Linked DNA regions of Zea mays: all the other regions are linked to region 2. Evidence: chromatin contacts called from public Hi-C data. All regions are on one chromosome and are shown on one strand. The core of a region is the stretch at or near the end of the contact, and the rest is flanking DNA. Distances in the headings are between cores, read along the strand shown.

Region 1 (4,678 bases), core at 651-3,150, 190 kb before region 2:
CTTGCAGCAAGAAGAGAATTTGACACGTGCAAAACAGACTGCAAGCAGTGGCTGCTGGGCGCCAACAAAAACACAGATTAACATTAACCAATGCAGACATTTTTTTTATATCAAAACTGCTGTATTTGAGATGGTAAAAGATAATAACAGTGCCACAGTTAAGTTGCTACTGATAGCAAGTGGGTTCACAGTACTCAGAATCATGAAGCAAAAAGAAATGATAACTGAATCATCATACACAGCAAGTCCTCTAAAGCCGCACCATTCCAAAACTACTGCTAGAAACAGTTTACTCATCTTCCTGGCTGCGGAGACGGGCAAGCTTATTGGTGACCACAATGTCAAGCTGAGCAGCTCGCTCCACGATTTCCTTGCGCTTCTTAGTGGACACGTTGTGTGCGATTTCAGCGCAGTATGTCCTGTTGCGAAGGAATACAAATATTAGTAAACAATTGATGGTTTTGATACAAAAGGGGGCGCTCCTGAAATAGGCAAGTTTACTGAAGAACCCCCACCCCCCCCCCCACCCCCCCCCCCACAAAAAAATGCATACCTGTTGTGCATCATAAGCAACTCCAGCTCAGAAACATTGTGCACGACAAACTTCTTAAACTTGTTGGGGAGGTAGTGCCTGGTCTTCTTGTCAGAGCCATATCCAATGTTAGGCATCAAGGTGCATCCCTTGAACTTCCGCCTGACACGGGAGTCGATACCCTTGGGCCTGCGCCAGCTTGGCTGCAGAAAACAGCATTGGTAAAATTAGCTTAAAATTAATAGGAATGTTTATGCTAGATGACATAAATATAGGGACCCAACGAATTAGAAAGTTGCACACATCTTTTTATAGGATGTCTACTTATTGCTGGACCTACAAGTCATATTCAAGACTCATTCATGGCCCTCCACAGAAAAAAAACTCTAGCAGGTTTAGGCAGGATATGACACATTTCAAATTCACCCAGTTACAAACATGACCAGAAGTAACGGCAATTAGCTACACTGGTACAGTATTGTGCATGACGCATTTCTGATTCACCCAGTAGCAAACTGGGTCAGAAGTAATGAGCATTTGCTACACTGCACAGTATTGTTTTTGATTTATCACAGCTACATAATAAGTGGAATTATAGCGGTGAAAACTATCAACTTCCACAAACGAGGGATTTGGTCACTTTCAAGTTTTAACAATTGCTTGGCCACAAACTGTTGCATCAACCAAAGGACGCATCCTAAAATGAGGAAAGCTTTTATACTAATCCAGCACTTCAGAAGCTAAGCTTACACTTCGGGCGGTTGGAGCAAGATTCTAAATCGAACGCAAGCCAGCAAGCTGTCACTAGCATCTTCCAAACTGAAACGGATCCAAGTTATTCAAATTGGTGCACATGTGACAGTTGTTCAGGTGGACCTAAAACAAGGTTAACTAGCAGCCGGCAGATGGACCAACGATGAGCGCAAATGTTTCTTTAGCACGCAGAATGAGAGCTTCAAGGGATCGTGTGGTACCTTGAGGCACTTGTAGCGGTCGAGGTGGGGCCTCTTGAACTGCTTGACCCGCTTCTTCACGATCTTCTGAGTCAACAGCGGCACCGCCATCTGCGGATACACAGTGGTGGCGAAGGGGGGAATTTCAGTTCTGGATGTGTACCACACCAACCAACCAAACAGTGGTAGCGGTGGGGATGGAGAGTGCGGTGGGGATGGAGAGTGCGGTGAGAGGTGGCCGTACCTTCAAGCGCCCAGAGCGGTTTGCGGCGAAGAAGGGAGGTCGCGCGGTGGCGGTGCGGCGGCGGCTGGTGGGCGGGCGGGCGGGCCGGCGCTCAGTTGCCTGCGGGACAGGAGCGGGTCTTTTATCCCTGAACCCTAGACAAGCAGTTCACCGTGGGCGCGTGGTCGTTTATGGGCTCTATCCACCTTAAACACAGTGAAAGACAACAAAGCGTGTATAGACCAATAGGCCTCTTACTAATCCAATCCAGCCCAGAAGTCCAGTTCTTGTCGCTAAACTTCGTTTTTATATTTTAGGATGGTTCATTTTTATATTTTAGGATGGTTCGTTAACAGTGTAGGATTGTGAAATCTGATTTCATAGAAAACTTTCGGAACCTTTTTTATTTACCGACACTGGGATGATCAAGTGAAAAAATAACCGAATCATTTATGGATCCCATTTATGCAAATGAAGCCTGAACCAAGGCCCTAATGGTTAAAAAAGGAAAGTAACATTTCAGAACAGCTCTTCAGATTCCACACACAAACGTGTAAACTAGTCAAAACAGATCAGAGTTTGCTCCAAAAATCATAGATGTCAGTGTGGAACAGCGAAAGAAACTATGAAAGTGGCAGGGAATGAAGGCTCATTTCTTGGAAAGTATTACATCTGCTGAGTTCCGAGTAAAAAGGTGAATGGATTCATTTGTTTGATGAATCTAAAGCTCGTCAGATTGGTTGGTTGGTTCTCCATTGACAGCGACAAGCTCCGTGTCAAATATGAGGGTTGCTCCACCTGCAAGAAGAAAGATAAAATGGCTCACATCAATGACCTGCAGAAGTTCACCTAGGCAGGAATCCATTCAGGTGGCAGTGCTAGGCATTGCAGGAATCCATTCAGGTGGCAGTGCTAGCAGGATAATGGAGATAAACCACTACGTGCTCTTGCCGTGCACAAACGATGTGATGATTACCCTCACAGAGTGTTTTGAATAATCCAAATGTGACTATCGCAACTGTATGCTCAAAAGACAAAGAGCAGAAAATATATATAAAAAACATACCAGGAATAGTAGGTGGCGAGCCTTGAGGCCCATAGCCAAGCTTTGATGGGATCTTCAACTTCCGCTTTTCACCAACGCACATTCCCAGGAGACCCTGATCCCATCCTATAGAGTAGATAAAGGAATTCAGACAGAGAAACATAACACAACCAACACAAAGAGTAGACATGCCAATTAATCACCTTTGATCACTTGTCCAGTGCCCAATTCAAATTCAATCGGGTCACCTCTTTCATAGCTTGAATCAAAAACCGTTCCATCAGTAAGTTTTCCCTGTAAAAAAATCACAGCAAGTGAACATAACTCAGAAGATAGTTATTGTGATCACCAAGTATTGTCTAGTATCACAATTTCTTGAACCAATGTAGGGTGGTTGAATTAACAGTTCTGCTCAAAGTTTTAAAACCGATAATAATACCATTTTTCAAAATATTACAATGCACTATTGTAAATGCCCCACTTTCCAGAATCCAACAAAAGTTACAATGTTTTATTGTTAACTGGAATTGGCAATAAATCTAGTGGCGGCGGTGACAAAGCCTATGGCATACAGATACAGACCAGAACTGAATGAGCTAAGAGAAACAATATAGGTGCGACAGTTACTGTAAAAAAGCATTCAGTTAGTTCAATGGAGGACATCTGTCAATAATGATACATTTGGCAACATAAGGGGACAGATGAGAAGGCATAGCAGTAGACTTACACGGTAGTGAACTTTAACCTTGTCACCTTTGTGAGCTTGAATGCTGCATGATTCCGGCTTGTACTGCATTTTAAAATACCCAGGCATAGCATCAATATAAGAACCTGCCTAAAATAATTGGTGCAAATGATGGCAGCACATGCGATCCTAAATTTTTGCACTCCAATTAGCATATGGTACAATTTTAAGTGTCCCAAATCTCTATTATTTTCTTTGATCTTAAGAATAATAGTTCAAAGTGTCCGTCCTTCAGGTAGTCTGTATCAAATATTTATTCTCTTGTTCTATAATTGCATGTTCAATTCTATAATCTTATCAGCAATCTCAGCAACACGTAAGTCTTGAATATCTTATATCTTGTTATTGAAGACCTCTTGCTAAGGTTCAATATCATTAGAGGTCAATATTGAATACAGAAAAAGATCTTCAATAATCGGAGATGAGACATTAAAGGCTTACATATTGTTAAGCTTCTTGATAGGATTAAAGAAATGATCATGCAATTATGGAAAAAAATGAAATATTATATAGACTACCTAAAAGAATGATACTTCCAAATATTATACTTCAGTTTAGAGCAAATACTGAGGTTTCGGGGACTTGAAAATTGTACCATTTGCTGATTGCAGTGTAAAGTTTTGAGACCATAGCAAGAAAATTGAAAGACATGTTATAAAGTTAAATCAAATGACATGCACTTGTCTTGAATGGTAACATACTGGTAAGCCATGTTAATATGTATTGACCTTTGTAACCAGACAACAGTAAGTTAAGTTAACCTTGAATAATTTGTGTATGAGTATAACTCGGTGAATAAATTAAAGAATGCTTATGTTAGAAATTGAGCCATTGACTGACAAAATCTAATGGCCAAAGTCAAACTATCTTTTGTTGTTGTTGCACCACTTGCTAAAAAAACTGCAGGAAGACGAAGAAAATTAAGACTAAAAGGACATATGAAAGGTGGCCACAAGCGAAAATGTGTCAAGATAATAACGGTATCAACGGAGATGATAATACTACTGCTCCAACCAATACAAAGGGAAAGAAAATGATAAGAGAACGTATAACTTGCATGAGATGTGATGAAAAAGATCACAAGCAAGATAGTTCCAAATGCCCACTCAATAGGACAACAAAAAAGACAAGTATTAATTTTCTTCATCTAAAACTTGAGGCATTATATTATTATAAAATT
Region 2 (4,052 bases), core at 392-2,891:
GTGTGTGTGTGTGTAAACACTTACTTGGGTCTTTGATAGTCTGCTCTGCGAGGTTGTTGAAGTAGCACGTCGCTCCAGTCTTCTCGAACTGCTGCCAGTACGAATTGAAAGCATAGCTGGCGTGCGCCGCCGTTGTGTTGGGCGTGTAGCACGTTTTCCCGGGCTGAATGGCGTCGCAGGTCCCGTTTCCCTGCCCGCACGCGTACGACAGCGCGTTCCCCACCGCCGTCTCGTTCAGCTTGTTGCTGGCGGCGGCCGAGAGCACGCACCATATCGGTCCTTTGTACGGTGTGTTGTTCTCCGGCGCCGGCAGGGGCGGGTACGACCCCAGTGGCCGCCGTCCGGTGAGGTCGATCTCGTAGACTGCCGTGCCGTTGGCGTAGTACAGTCCCCAGTGTCGCTCGGTGCCCGGCCCTGGCTTGAGGTCCTCGTTGTAGAGCGAGAACACGAACACCGGCATCTTCGCGCCCGGCCTCACCGGCGTGCCCGGGTTCTTAGCCATCCGCGCCGCGAGGTTCCTGTTGTAGATGGCGGCGTTGTGGACGTTGCCGCCAATCTGGTTGTAGTCGCAGCCGTTGGGCCACCCGGTCTCCGCGATGGCCAGCTTCACGTGCCCGTACCCAAGCTTCGCCATCGCGATGACCACCGCGTCGAGCATTTCGTCGAGCAGGTTGGTGTACGTGAGCCCGGTGCCCGGGTCGACGTAGCGTGTGCGTCCGCCCTGGAAGAGCGCGTAGTCGAGCGAGACGGTGAGGTTGTTGTCGGCCCAGACGAAGTAGGGGTACGCGTCGACGAAGTAGTACGAGTTGGTCCCGTTCAAGAAGTGCAGCAGCGGGCGCACGACTGCCTCGGCGATGTCGGCGCGGAACGCGGCGGCCGACGGTGGGCGCGGGAAGGCGCCGTCGGCGAGCGCGTCCATGGCGAGCGTGGTGCCGATCTTGACGCTGCTGATGCTCCTCTTTCGGAGGCTCCGGTGGATGTTCTCCATCGCCGGGACAAGGTGTGGCCAGGTGGAGTTCGCGATGGACAAGTCGGAGAGGATCTCGTTCCCCACGAGAAGGAACTTGACCCGTGTCGCCGGGTAGTAGGGGACCAGGTTCTCGGCGACCCACCGGTCCGCCGCGGCCGCAGAGGCGGCGAGGTCCGGTATGATCTGGTTTGGCACCATGATGGAGACGGGCCAGCGCGTCCCAGCCAGCGCGCGGAGCACGCCCGGGTTGGCGTCGTAGATCTTGACCGACCCGGCCCCCGCCGCGCGGAGCAGCTCCACGGAGCGCCACGGCGAAGGGATGTCGTCCGCCACCCGGCCGTAGTTGACGCCGAGCCCGTAGCCACCGCTTGCCCCATACGCCTCTGCAAAGGTAATACCAAGAAAGACACCGCCTTTCAGCTCAGGCCTCAGCACAGCTTGGTTCACAATAGCTCCAGCCTTCAGCCGGCGTGCGAGACGGCGTGGTGGACGGCATAGGAGTAGGCTTGCGCAAGCTTACCGCTCCAGGCGACGGCGACGCAGAGAAGGAAGAAGAAGGGGAAGCTCAAGAGCGGCGGACCGGCCATGGCTTCTCTGCTATGTTGGCGTTTGCCTGGGCGTTCTGAGACCTCGGGGTTGCCGACTTGCCGTCTTCTTGTAGGAGAGCGGATTGTGTTAAACTAGGGGCTTCTTTATTTTTTAAAATTAAAGTTTGCCAACGGTATAGTACTTTTCACTAGCCATTGGCTAGGGCACACCTTTGCTTTTTGAGTCTTTGAGAAGGTTCAATAAAGAAAAAAAACAAAAAAATAATGAGGTAAAGCTGTGGTGAAAAAAATGATGCTTTGGAGAAAGCAAGATGAAAATCACAAGAAAAGAGAGGAGGTGCTGTGCAAGTGTGCATTGTAGCGTTCGGCTGTAAACAGTGCCCATCACACTACCTTGTTGCTCGTCTTGCGCATTGGATCCTCTGCTTGACTGCTTGGGGAGGGAGCTTTGGGGAGCTGGCTTTCCAAGTCTGTTTCTCTTTCAGTTCTTTCAGGTTTTGGAGGTTTGTCAATTGTGACTTGCGAGGTCAAAAGCTGCACGGTAAATGCAACCAGGGAAATTGCCTGGGAACCTGCATTGCTATTCGGTTCATAAAAGGAAGCAATGTTCGTTTTTTATGATTCAAAGGATTTAAAATTTGATCAGAATTATATAAAACACTAACATTTATGACATAAAAGAAATATAATTAAATTAATTATCTTTGGAGACACAAATGTTAGGGGGTGTTTGGTTAGAGGGACTAAAGATTAGTCTCTAGTTTTTAGTCCCATTTAGTCTCTTTTTTGCCAAACACTAGGATTAAAATATAGACTAAAATGATTGTCTTTAATCTTTCACATATGTGCTAAAAGAGACTAAACCATATTAATTCCACATTTATCCCTCATTTAATTCAATTGTACTAAAAGTAGGAGAATGTTAAAGACTATTTTAGTCTTCTTATGAGTCATTTAGTATATTCTTACTATTTTTAGCCCATAGAACCAAACATGTCAGTGACTAAACTTTAGTCCCTAGACTAAAGAAACCAAACATGGCCTTAATATTGTTCACTATAAAACTTCGTTAGAACTAGGCTATTTTGACTTGCACAAATCATATAATTACATCGTTTTTATGGAAGGAGTACATCCAAAGCCAGTGCAAAATAGCAAATCTTTCGTGATGATTTTGCAAAGTTTGTAATTATCTTGCTAAGTACTTTCTTCATTCTTTTTTATTTGTCGTGGTTTAGTTCAAAAATGAACTAGCGGACGACAAATAGATCGAGCTAATCTAACTAGTATCCACTGAGTACCATTTAATAACTGTCACTACTAAAGAATAGGGGTCCAATCTATATTACCTGTGAGAATTCAATATATACCACTCTTAGGCGGATCTAATAAACATCAATACTAAAGAATAGGGTCCAAGATACACCACTTCTAAAACACCATCTCTTAAAAAAATACTATAATAGCCGTTAATCCCTCTCGTTCTCCATTCTAATCAACTTTTAACACTAAATTTCATATGCTTTAACCGATTGCCTCTCACTATACAAACTCAGTCGTGTGCCCGTATAAAGGAACACAGGAAAAACACGACTTAGACATCCTATGAAAATAATATAATATAATTAGATAAAAATAAATATTAAAACATAATAAAATGCACAATAACAATTATAATTCACGAAATTCCAACATATAAATCTGATCAACATAACATTTCAATATTTCAAATGTATCTAAGTTAAACATTTTATACATAGTAACAAAACATCTCCGCGACAAAATAGTAAGTTCACAATTCAACGATAACATGCAATGGTCCAAAAAAACACTACAACACTTCTTAAACAAGCCATTTCGAGGAAGAATTCTTCTTCTGACAACACCAATAACCCATCAACCACCACATCAACTGCAGCAAAATATTTATTGGTTGTACCGCATTAAGACTCCTTTATTATAAAAATATATTATTATAGTAAGTATATTTGAAAATAAAATTTTAACATGCTTAATGTTTTTTATAAATACAGTTAAATTTAAGAAACTTTAATTCTTTAGAAATGAGATGTGCATCTTTTTTCCTTCAGCACGCATCAACTGGTCACAAATTTCACGATCTTCCGTCGACACGGAACGGATACTGCCGTGAGCGGTGGCAATATGGCGCAAGCGACGGCACTAGGAAAACTTCATGCTTGATATTTTAAGTTTCCATCCTCCTGCTTATTGATTCCTCTCCTTTGACTTTTATGTGTTATACGAATATTACGTAGCACTTCGTATGATTCAGAAAAAAGATAGCTATGAATGTTTAGCTTTGTTTTCTCTCATTCATGTCGGTGAGTACAAACCCTTGTGCACATGAACACTCTAAGCCTTGTTTGGACGCGCATGGACCGTTGAATTAGGATCTAACGTTTCAACAGGTGACACTAAAAGTCGCCTAGAGGGGGTGAATAGGGCGAATCTAAAATTTACAAACTTAATCACAACTACAAGCCGGGTTAGCGTTAGAAATATAAACGAGTCTG
Region 3 (4,694 bases), core at 1,071-3,570, 210 kb before region 2:
CAATCTACTTTTAATTTCTCGAGGTCGATCACATCACATGATCTCTGTGGGAAGAACCGAGATGCCATACATGCAGCATTATCACGGAACGAAATCAGTTCGCAGGCCTAGACTCTAATGATGGTCAGCTTCGGACACACAGAGAGAGAGAGCGCTTTGCTTGCCACAGGTCTTGGTACCCACCTATATACAAAAATATCAACCTTGGGAGGATCACCAGGGACTAGAACTCAACCTTTGTCTGGTCAGCATGTAACTGGCCTGCATCAGACACAACGTATGATGGGGTATCAGCCAAATGGTTAATCTCCAAAGCGTGCGTGCCCTTCAATCGATCGCCCATCATTTAGGCACAGGTTACGTACCATCAAAGTTGGGTACTAAAAGCCCATCCTCCTCCTGTCTTTGCTCACTACCGGTAGGCAAGGCGTTCTGTAGGCCATCCTCCCAGAAGTCCCTCTGCTGAGAGATAAAACCATGGGCAACAGTATTAGTATTATAAGATTCTTGTTAACTGCCGTTAACTATACAGGTTGCTGATTCCTCGTGCAGCATTCACCTGCTTTTGAAAAGCGAACTGTGGGTTGGCCGCGTGGGGCAGAGCCGTGTCTAGCAGGCTTAGAGAGCACTGATCCTCCATAGCAGCCGAACCCGAACCAAAGCTGTGGAAAAGATCCGCTTGGTCACAGAATGGGAAAGCTGCACCGTCACTTTCCAGTGGAAAGACCGAATTTGCCGAAGGGCCACATGGTTGGTACATCTGAATTGTAACCAGGAAAAAAAAAAGAATTGCGGCGTGTCAAGGCCGGATTGTTCTATGGTTACAGAGCGTCAGAAATGATGGTTCAGGCTCACGTCTTTGTGTAGGAGTGTCGACAGGTTGCTGAAGTCAAGCTGTGGGTTCACAGTGGCGAGCTTCATGGACAGGAACTAATAAAAGTGTAATAAACAGGAAAATTGGTTAGAATCTCGAGCTATGACTTGTGTTATGTAAGCGAATGGAAGTGGAATCCTCACCTCGACTTGCTGCTGCAGAGACTGGACGTAGTTTATGATCTCATCGAGCATGAGTGCCTTGCCAACTACCTACAATAGGAAAAACACCCTCAAATTAGCCCAATTACAGGCAACAACTGACACTTAGACACAACAATTCACTGTCCAAGAACTGTATCACCATACCTTGTTGCATCCTGGCACTAGGTCCTGCAGAAACTTCATCCTCTGGCTGATCTTCTCTCTTCTAACCTATCAAGACACCAATAACGAAGCGCGATTGTGAACTCAAACCCAGAGCGCAGAATTCCATCTTGCAAATCAGCTCAAACGGTAGGAAACAAGTGGAATCGCAGTGTCTTACCCTCTCTGCGAGGCTGTGGCTGTCAGTCGCCTGCCCTCGCCGCGCCCGGACATGGACGTAGTCCTTGGGCGGTTCGACTGCCGGCTTGGCGGTCTTCCCCTTGCCCTTCTTCTGCGCTTTGAGTTCAACCGAGGCGTCGCTCGCCGCCACCTCCTCTACCTTCGGCTTCACCGGGCTGTCGCTGCCGCCCACTCTGCACCTCTTCCCGTCCGGACCCTTGGCCTCCGCAGCCTGCAAACCAATATTCAGAACGGCACCAGCGCATCAAGAACCAGCAAGCTAAATTCGAAGCGCTCGGTATCTGAAGAATCCAGTCTGCGCTGGTCGTTTCCGCACCTTGCCCGGGCAGGCTTCCTTGCCGCCGGCGGACCCCGTGGGCGGCGCCTTGCGCTTCCTGACATTGTCATCGCCCCTGGCGCGCGCCCACGCCGGGTCGGACACCGACGACCCCTCCGGGGACACGCCGCCACACCCGGCCCCCGCGGCGACCCCGGACACCCCGAAGAGGCCGCCGCCGCCGCCGCAGAGCGTTTCGAGGAACCCGGCGTCCAGCGCGGCGAAGTCGAGCGCAGGGGCGGATGAGCCCATGCCCATGAGCAGGCTGGCAACGTAGTCGCTGTCCATTGAAAGAGAGAAAGGCGCTGCCGCAGGAATTGCGCAGGAAGCAAAGGGGGGTGAGAAAGTCTTGGGTCGTCTCGTCTCCTCTCCTCCGAGCTCGAGCCCGCGGTGGATTTGGGGGAAAGCGAAGCGAACGAGGCCGCGGAGCCGGTAGGTGGGGGGATTGCTTTATAGAGCGGTTGTTGCCGCTGCGGTTGGGTTGTGGGCCGCGCGCCGCGTCCGTCGCGTAGCTCGGCGCGGTGGGATGCTTGCGGCAGTGGGTTACCACCGGGTTCTACTGCGGCGGCGCTCGCGGAGGAGAGGGGAGAAAGGGCCGTCAAAACGGGACGGGGCGGGTGGAGGTGAGGCCGCCGCGCCGGCAGGCCGAGAAAATAACGGTCTCTGGCAGCTCACCATTGGGGGGCAGTGCTCCAGCATTTCTGGCTCAGGAGAAAGACGTTTCTGCCCCTGTGCTAACGCATCACGGAAGGTGCCCTCCAGCGTGTCGACAGAGGACACTGGACTGTGAAAGAATTATAAAAATACGCCGTCTCTTAGGGTGAGTAGTTTGTAGTACTACTGGATTAGGATCCAAATTCCTAGAACCTATTTGACTCGTTAGTATTGTAGCTCTATTTAGAACCTGTTTGGAACATCTAAAAGACGGTTATTTAGACTGCTACAGATACAATCTATAAATGCAAAATATTGTAAAAGCAATAAAAGCCGGTACGGATTAAAGTCAAACGAATACAGTAAGCTATAAAACTAATGGTAAGCTACAAAAATTAGTTGTTAGGTACCAAACACCATCAGCTAATACCACGTCTAATTGCTAGCTACCTCACAACTAACATTTAGTTCATTAGCTATAAAACTAATAATTAGGTCTGTTTAGGAGACTGTGGCGGTGAAAAAAAAACTATTGTGATTGTGAGATGTGGAAAAAGCTGTTATAAGCTGTAAGCTGTTAAAATGCTAAAACTAATTGGTGGAAACCATTAAAAGTTCTTCCGTATATATTTCCACATTCCATCTAAAAACTAGTAAAGGTATGTCTAGATGTGTTTTTTTGCACCGTGAGAAAAGTCGACTTTTAGAATTAAAAAAATTGCTTCTTGAATCCAGGACTTCAGTTTTACTTTTAGCTTTTAAGGGACAAAAGTCAAAGCCAAAAGCGAAACCAAATATATTCTATTAGCTCTAGTGATTCCAAACAGAGCCACTTTAGAACAACTTTAGATCTAAATTTTTTTAATAGAGTTAATGTTTAAATCATTGAGGACTGATTTAATGACAAAAAATTGGGGGATCGTTGACTTCTAGACTAAACCAGCCCTAAGGGTTCTAGACCTACCCGGTTAGGATTCAAATTTCTAGAACTCATTTGACTCCCCTAGTATTAATCATTATTAGTCCAAACGATCTAACCAAACCTTTATTACTCATAGTTAGTAGAAATTCAAGTTGGATAAACGTTCAAGCCCCGAGCCATCGTGTGTTTTTATTGATGCATGTTTGTCACCTCAAGCTTATCGGTGTCAAATGCTCCATTTGGTAAAAAAAATGTCTTTAAAACATCAAGCTCTACAACTAACCAGGGTGACTTACTGTTTACCGATGCAGATTTGTCACCTCAAGCTAATTGATCTCAGCACCGTATTTCATAAACGTAAGTTATTTGAAAAAAATTGTTGTCTATAAGGTGTCATCTCAACTGAAGTTTTGTATAAAGAAACACGATGGTACATAAGAAGGAATATACGTTATAACAACATTGTTTCAAAACGAGTACCAATCTAGGTTAGTAGCATTTGCCGGAATCACCACTGGATTTTTTTAAGCTAGTTTAGAAACCTCATTTTCTAAAAGTATTTTAATTTTCCAAAGAAAATAAACTATTTTTTTCTGGAAAAATGAAAACCCATTAGAAAAATAAAGTTTTCAAACTAGACCTTACAAGGGTTTCAGTTGGACTACAGTTCTAGTAGTAGTTTTATTTTTTTTTCCTAGCGTCAATTTTGCAACGGTGATTCAAACTTCAAAATTTGTGGACAGTTTTCAACTAAGTGATGCTTTATACATTGGTATGTTAAAAATATATTAGTCATATGTCCGTGTATTACTACAATTTATATATATATATATATACTAGGTCTGTGCCCATGCGTTGCCACGAGACTAAAAAATAGTATAAAATATAGATAGCACAATACATGTGTGTTGCAACGGTATATAAATTGTTCAACAAAATGTTAGTGCACAACGATTACATGAAAGCGAACAACACAAATTACTATCGACCTCACTGTCTTACAAATTTCATGTGTGGCTCTCACTGCGTGTCTGGTGGTGGCACCCCACGCCACGGCACCGACACGAAGGAGTCGAGATCTGCAGATATGGGCCTCGTGCACTATTGCCTAGAGGCGAGCGAAGGGAGGGCGGCACACATCCCATTTTCTACTTGGGTCTGTTAAGGACATGCTTAGTAGCTCCAAAAAAGTTGTTGTGTCATAAGAAGAATTAGAAAATTAAAATAGTTAATCGAAGATGTTGTGGTTTATGTAATTTTAGTATCAAAGATGGCAGACAATCTTTTGTATCCGCAAAATGAAGTAGGGCCACATCCTTCCGCCACAAATTGATAGTAAAGAAGTTGTCTGCCATGAGCCTTGAGCGAGTAATAGTAAAACTTATTTGTTCAAATGAACAGATGCAACATACCAGTGATTGG

What was found. Hi-C and Micro-C count contacts between places; a contact is called where the count stands out from the background.
Region 1: a contact with region 2 is called in a Hi-C map of tassel, with 2.3 times the contacts expected there. The contact joins the promoter of LOC100282508 here to the promoter of LOC100283442 in region 2. A contact is called at or near these places in 3 of 25 Hi-C or Micro-C datasets (ear, endosperm and tassel).
Region 3: a contact with region 2 is called in a Hi-C map of tassel, with 2.0 times the contacts expected there. The contact joins the promoter of LOC100285547 here to the promoter of LOC100283442 in region 2. A contact is called at or near these places in 2 of 25 Hi-C or Micro-C datasets (endosperm and tassel).

Annotation. Positions count from the first base shown.
Region 1 is chr7:141,827,657-141,832,334 of Zm-B73-REFERENCE-NAM-5.0, forward strand. It overlaps LOC100282508 (60S ribosomal protein L32), which reads right to left and starts at 1,901. Exons shown (of 4, transcript NM_001155417.2): 1 at 1,730-1,901; 2 at 1,507-1,596; 3 at 554-735; 4 at 86-419. The coding sequence starts at 1,596. The coding sequence ends at 290. It overlaps LOC100282031, which reads right to left. Exons shown (of 6, transcript NM_001154944.1): 3 at 3,481-3,543; 4 at 2,957-3,047; 5 at 2,775-2,879; 6 at 2,226-2,506. The coding sequence ends at 2,430.
Region 2 is chr7:142,016,123-142,020,174 of Zm-B73-REFERENCE-NAM-5.0, forward strand. It overlaps LOC100283442 (glucan endo-1,3-beta-glucosidase A6), which reads right to left and starts at 1,642. Exons shown (of 3, transcript NM_001156343.2): 1 at 1,491-1,642; 2 at 25-1,353. The coding sequence starts at 1,557.
Region 3 is chr7:141,800,515-141,805,208 of Zm-B73-REFERENCE-NAM-5.0, forward strand. LOC100285547 (BHLH transcription factor) reads right to left here and starts at 2,321. Exons shown (of 8, transcript NM_001158438.1): 1 at 1,697-2,321; 2 at 1,361-1,591; 3 at 1,183-1,248; 4 at 1,018-1,086; 5 at 856-930; 6 at 560-760; 7 at 366-462; 8 at 1-261. The coding sequence starts at 1,984. The coding sequence ends at 224.